Linked DNA regions of Mus musculus: region 2 is linked to region 1. A link is a contact called in public promoter capture Hi-C data. All regions are on one chromosome and are shown on one strand. Each heading gives the region's core, a stretch centred on a gene start, on an enhancer-like site or on the middle of the called end of the contact. The rest is flanking DNA. Distances are from core to core; before and after follow the strand shown. Region 1 holds the start of Haus7 (HAUS augmin-like complex, subunit 7). Region 2 holds the start of Zfp185 (zinc finger protein 185).

Region 1 (3,340 bases), core at 571-3,070:
CAGGAAAAAGTAAAACTTGACCAAACAGAAAGTAAAATGGAAAACAAGCAACCAAAAGCCCCTTCTCCCCTTGTATTCCAGAAAAGGTCCGAGGTCGCAGCAACCTTGTGGAGGATAGAAATACTAAATACTTTGCAAAGAATGGAGCCCCTGAACCAAGTTTCTAGGCCTTCCTCTACTCAGATTTTTTTCAGCTGAAATTGGGAGGCTCTGAAGAGCTTGATATTATAAGGAATTAGGCCCTGGCTCCTCAGCAGGGCCAGTCTGAGGGCCCTTTCCTGTTACCCCCAAGCTCTTGCCTACTCCCTCCTTCCAGGATTCCACTGAGAGACCTCTCCAGTTAGAGGACTTCAGTTGCCTGCTAGCAACAACTCTCCCTATGTGTGTGTGTGTGTGTGTGTGTGTGTGTGCGCGTTCCCACACATATATATGGGAAGAGTATGTGAGAGTATACAGGCCAAAGGTCATTGTTGGGTATCTTTTTCAGTTGTTCTCTACATTATTTTTAAATATTTATTTTTATGTGCATGCGTCTTTATTTGCATTTATGTCTATGCACCATATGCATGCTGTGTTCAAGGAGTTTAGAAGAGGGCTTTGGGTCTTCTGGAACAGGAGTTATAGCTGGTTGTGACCTGCCACATGGGTACTGGGAACTAAACCTGGGTCTTCTGCAAGAGCACCAGCCATTAAGATTTCTTAATGGCTGAGACATCTTACTTTTTGAAACAGGGCCTCTCACTGAATCTGAGATACAGAGTTTTTTTTTTTTTTTTTTGAGACAGGGTTTCTTGGGTTTCTCTGTGTAGCCCTGGCTGTCCTGGAACTCACTCTGTAGACCAGGCTGGTCTCAAACTCAGAAATCCGCCTGCCTCTGCCTCCCAAGTGCTGGGATTACAGGCGTGTGCCGCCACAACCGGCTACAGAGAGATTTTTAAGCGGACTGAGTGGGAATGAGACACAAGAGCATCCATGAAAGCCAAAGGTAGGATGGAGATGTGGGGCCTGGTCAGCATAATGATAACAATGAACATTTACCTGTCAGACTTCACCTTAGGAATTTCATAGAAATGATTGCTTCTTTTCATCTTCATTTGTAAACCAATGAAGTAGGTGCTCTCATTATCCAACATTTATTTGAGGGCAAGGAAGCACAGAGAGGTTAGGTAACTGGCCCAAAGTTTTCTGGGTGTGGTAATGCTTACCTGTTATCACAGTGCATTGAAGGCTGAGGCAGGAGGATCACAAGTTTGAAGTCAGTCTGGGCTACAAAGCCAAATCCTGGTTCAAAGTTCTCCAAACAAAACAGACCACACAAACCAAAACAAAAGTCACACAGCCTGTGATTGGCAGAGCCAGATTTGAATTTAAGAACTTTCCCTCTGACTTTGTGTGCAAAGGAGACAAGACAGAACTTTGGGCCGAGAAATGGTCTTAGTTTTTCTATCAAAGCTTGCCTTCATCAGTCAGGATCCATCTACTGCCAAAGAGAACCTGAACAAGGTAGGAGCGCCTCCTCCTGGATGAGCCCGACCTCTTTGAGTCCCTCACTTCTGCCTCTAAAAGGAGCTACTCAGCTTTTGGTTAAGTCCTACTCGGCCCGCCTCCTCCTCTCTGCCTCTCCCCTCCAGCCCCGCCTTTAGCCCGCCTCTGTCCTATCCTCGCCCAACCCTCTTCTCTGCACCCTGCTCCCTGAGGTGCGCGCAGGCAGTGACAGAGCGGCAGCCCAATGGGAAGGCTTGTTGGAAAAGAGGGTGGGCCTTTGTGACGCCCGTCCCGATGGTTGGCTTCGCTCCTGCCGCGCGGGTTGGTGGGCGGAGAGACCTAAGAAACTGGTGAGCTTTTAGCAGTGTGGCGGCGGCCTGTAAGCTTGGGGGGCGTGAACCAGTTGTAGTTCAGAGCGCGAAACATGGCGGAGGAGGGTGCCGGTGCCGGGTCTGATGACAGCTACTACAAAGATGTGGGTGATGACTGCGTGGTCAAGGCAGCTGTAGAGGTGTTCGAGAAGCTGAAGGTACTGTGAGCCAGGGGAACCGCTCCTTGATAGGGGACCAGGTGGGGCCCCGTCCCAGTGCCATTTGGAGCTTCCTGTGGACATTGACCGCACCACAGGGGTCCACAGTGGCAGGCCCTGGCAAAGCTTTGGGGGGGGGGGCGACTTGCGGACCATCTGTCTTAGGTCTTTGGAGTCCTCGGACCTCTGCTCGTGCTGTTCCAACAGACCATTGCAAGATTGAGGCTGGGGACTTGGAGCCCATGAAAAATGGAGAACGCGGGCCCCAATCTCAAAGAGCTGGAAGTGGGTGGAGTTGGGTTTGAGGGGACAGATGGGCTGAACACCTTGCCGTTTTGTTGGGTCAGAGACAGTGACCTCCAGGTGGGTTTAAGGTACATGCAGCAGTGAGGAGCATGACCGTGTAAAGTTAGGGAGCTATCCCAGGCCCATTGAACCCCTTGCTAACCTCCCTCCCATCTCCCCTTGCTACTGACTCAGTGATCACTTTCAGTCTCCCTCCACTGCCCCTCAGATTTAATCGTAGTCTTCTTAACCCATTCTCAGGCATGTTCCTAGTTTTATGGCCGTGAAACCCAGAGGGAACACACTTAAAAGTGGTGGGGCAGCAAGTCACAGGAGCAAATGTAGGGTGAAGATGAGGGACTTGAACTTTTGACAAGGCCAGGAAGGGGCACAAACTGATAGAAATGCTTAGCCACCCCACAGTAACCGGCTTCCTCTGACTTGCCTTTTCCTTGTTTAGGGTGTAAACTGCCCCTTCCTCGACGGCCTGTATATTACAGAACCAAAGACAATTATGGAGCTGCTGTGTAGGCCCTCAAAGTACCGGTTGGACATACTGGAATGGATGTGTATACGGTAATGCTCTTTGTTCTTTCCTTTCCATGAAGTGTCTTCTGGGGGAGATGGGAATGTGTCATTTTAGAGGGTCCCATAACCAAGCCAGCTCCAGGAAAGCTAACTGAGCCATGACCAAGATGGTGGGGAGGTGGCCCTGGCAGTACAAGATGGACTTTAATGAAAGCCCTTTCTGCACCAGGCCTCCTGGGCTTTTGATTGTGTTGAGGCTATATGATGTGGTTCTTGTCACTGAGCTCTGATTACTGTCAGCTTGGACAGCACCTGATGATCAGAGAGGGACGTTGCCCAGAAACCCAGTGACAGAAACGGGCCTTCTAGATTGTTTCCCTTCTTTTCTACCCCAACTTGCAAAGAACAGAGGTTTTTCTTAGTCCATCCTGAGGGCAGTGCTTCTAGGACAGCCTAGGCCTTTTCAGTGGAATGGAAGTTGTTGGAGTTTTTCCTTGCAGTTTTCTGTGGAAC
Region 2 (3,340 bases), core at 526-3,025, 470 kb after region 1:
CCACTAAGTTGGGAGGGTTTTGTCCTATTACCATCCAGATGGCAGCTCTTTCTGGAGTAACCTATCTCTAGAGACTTCTTGGTAAAATGAAGGGCTGATTTCTCTCCTATCCCTCTTGACCTGCTCAACTTTCAAAGGTTCCCTCCTCCAGGGAGCCTTCCTAATCTTTCCATCTTGGGTTGCATCCATGATCCAGGCTAACACTTTTCACCTTCAAAGCTGCAGCACCCTCTGTGGTCATGAGCCATGTTTGTCACTGACTCATGAGTGCCCAGAGGAGGAAAAGGAACAGATTTTGAGCATCTGCTGTGTACTTAGCTTTGACCTAGGCACCTTCTATCAGTTCTGCTCCACTGAGTGCACAGCCTCGGTCAGCACTGATAATTGATGGGATGGTTCTGTTCCTTCCAATCTTGTAGTGAGTGGGCTGAAGGCGATGGACAGCACATTCTCGAAAGGCCTCCAGTAAGTTGTACCTGTACCCTGGAGATCTGTTGGCACCCACCCAAACTGGCACTGTTTGTGCAGAAGAGCCAGTTGAGGCCATGGGAAAATAAGAACTTCATAAGCTTCCTACTGCAGCTCTCCAGTTCAGAGCCCCTCACCATTATTCAGGTTTATCAGCCTGTGGAAACCTGCTTCCTGCCCATGACTAGAAATCCAAAGAACCATGAGAGCAAGACAAGACCAAGAGCAGGTGTCACCACCTACCTTAATGTCAAGAGTCAGTACCAATGGCTTGTGGAGAACACAACTCCCAACATACTTTATAGACTCCACAGCCTTGGAGGGGAAGGTGGGCCTGATAGGCTTCTCCTTTTACTCAGTGGAGCTGCCAGGTGCCACAGTACAGAAGGAAGTGGCATGGCCGACAGGAGGATCTGCGTTTCCAACCTTTCTCAGAGGCCAAGCTATCACTAAGCAGTTGCAAAGAGGATGAGGCTATTGGCTCTCCCCTGCTCCCACACAAACAATCCAGTTACAGAGACTGTGCACAGCAGATCCCGCTGATAACACCACAGTGACACTTGATTCGGCGCCTTCTGTCTGAGTATGAGCAGCTCCCTTCCCAGCCCTGAGGTCGCCCAGTGACCAGTACATGTCTATCACAAACCACCATTAAGTCCCTTTGCTCTGGGCTCCAGGCCAGTGAGGGGATTATTGAGTAAGCTTGCCTCTGTACCTCAGTTTCCTCATCTATAAAATGGGCACATTTTACTAAGGATGTGGAATTCTGTGATGCTTGCAACACACCAATTCTAGGCTCACCCTGCCCCATCCCCGCTGGCAGTCTACTAACAATCGGTCTCATCCACAAATGAGTAGGTCAGAGGGACTAGACCAGCCAGAGAGCCACCTGCTTTTGTTGGACACTCTGAGGAACGTTGCCTGTCTCTTCACTCGCGGTGAAAAGCAGAAACCGAGGGCACTGCCTCCCTGACGGGATTCCGAAGAGGGATGCTTGGAGCGAGTATGAATTATTGGTAGGGAAACTGAGGCCCTGGCTTGTGTCCAGGAGGACACGAACTGGGTGCTCCTTGTAGCCTCCCGGTGGTCGAGCCACTTCTTTAGGACGGCGACTCAACAACCCTACCTGGTACAGGTGCCCGGCTTGTGTGACGGGCAGAGGGTCGGACAGGCGTGGTGCGCGGGCTCCCTCGGGTGGGCAGCACTGAACCCAGCCGGGCCGCGTCAGCGGGCGCGGGAAGCGGTACGCAGTGGGAAGCGCGCGGGGCAACGAAGAGGCACGGACTGGGCTCCGCCCGCCCGAGAACAAACAGGTTTTCTCCGGCTGCTGGGAGCCTCGCCCCTCGCCCCTCCCCTCGGCCGGCCCCCTTCCTCTGCCCTCTCCTGGGGTAGGTAGATGCGCCTGGCACATTCCGCACATTCTCCAGCCGGTGTCCTCGGTCCTCCCACCCCTTCCCTGCTCCGCCCAATGGAGCTGCTGGAGAAATCAAGGCTGGGGCTCCCCTCACCCAGCTCAGAGCGAGCTCCAAAAAGTTTTGCCGCTATGGAAAACTTCCAGGCTAATTCCTCTGGGCTCCCAGCCCTGGGGCCAGGAGGACTCCACCACATGAAGGGCCCTCGCTGACTAGTGGCGTCCCTGCCTGCGCCCGGCGAGATCTGGCCAGGCTCTGGGCCAACGACTTCCACAGATGCTGGCGGGTCAGTTCTGTCGAGAACTACTGTGCCTAGATCCATTTTACAGATGGAGATCCCAGACAGGGGCGGGGAAAGGACCAGGCTTGGGGGCAGGGGGGTGCGGACTGATGGCTGAGATCATGCAGGAAGTCAGGCATAGGAGAAAAAAGTGAGCAAGAAACTTCTGTCTGGCGCCTGGGAAAACTTGTACCCTGGAAGGTCATTTTTGGAGCCGGCAGGTAGGCAAAACAGGACTACCTCTCAGGGCATGTCGGAAGACACACACATTCGGTTTAATAAATGACATTCATTCACAGTTTTTGGATATGTAATGTGTGAAAGGCACGAAGTGTGAGAATGTAGTAGGGGTGTCGAACATCCAACAAAGGCTCCTAACCCTCACTGTGAGGTCAGAGAAGTCCTTTCAATAGAGGAGAGAGTTAAGCCAGTGTGCACAAAAAATGATCAAAATGATAGACTACAAAAGAAAGAAAAAGAAAAGATAAAAGGAAGGAAGGAAGGAAGAAAGAAAGAAAGAAAGAAGGAAAGAAAGAAAGAAAAAAAGGAAGGAAGGAAGGAAGGAAGAAGAAAGGAAAGGAAAGAAAAGAAAAAAAAGGAAAAAAGAAAGATTAAAGTCCTGTTGCCAATTTTACAGCAGTGGCCCTCAAATCTACTCACTGTCGTGTTTTCCTGTGACTTATCGCCCTTCCCATTTCAGCCATCACACAGTATGCATGCAGCTTCACTGGGTATATGACCAGATGCTAGCTGCTTAGAGCGCTTTCCTACAGCTTCTGGTTGTTGTTGGAATGAAAGCAGATGCTTTTAGAAGGCCTAATGTTTGACTGTGTTCAACCTCTGTCTGTAAGACCAGCCACCCCAGCACTCCACTGTAATCTCCCCGGCTTCCCCATGTCTTCTGACTACTTCTGTGCCCTCATACCTCAGACCTTTGTTCCTGCACTCATACTCTCTGCAGTACCCTTCCTATATCCCTTGCCACTGAACTCACCCAATCTTTAGATGTCATCCTCTCCTGCCTGCCACCTAGTCAAGTTGACCACTTCCTTCTGTGCACTCACTCTCCCATTCCCTCGGATGACAGTGTATAACCCTTTATTCTCAGTGGTGAGCTCTGGGATGTTGGCGCCCTGTCTGATTATCTCTGGATCACAGAGACCAGCCCAGAGGATCTGGG

Evidence for each region. Promoter capture Hi-C pulls out the DNA fragments that hold promoters and counts their contacts.
Region 2: a promoter capture Hi-C map of hippocampal neurons shows a contact between it and region 1, with 3 times the contacts expected there. The contact joins the promoter of Zfp185 here to the promoter of Haus7 in region 1. A contact is called at or near these places in 7 of 39 promoter capture datasets (the 3T3-L1 cell line, the C10 cell line, cranial neural crest and 3 more), 2 of 115 datasets of contacts at active chromatin or transcription factors (extraembryonic endoderm stem cells and stem cell-derived neural progenitor cells) and 2 of 9 other capture datasets (adipose tissue and liver).

What each region holds. Positions count from the first base shown.
Region 1 is chrX:73,457,509-73,460,848 of GRCm38.p6, reverse strand. It overlaps Haus7 (HAUS augmin-like complex, subunit 7), which reads left to right and starts at 1,820. Exons shown (of 10, transcript NM_028633.3): 1 at 1,820-2,014; 2 at 2,760-2,875. The coding sequence starts at 1,910.
Region 2 is chrX:72,985,774-72,989,113 of GRCm38.p6, reverse strand. Zfp185 (zinc finger protein 185) reads right to left here and starts at 1,775. Exons shown (of 19, transcript NM_009549.3): 1 at 1,595-1,775.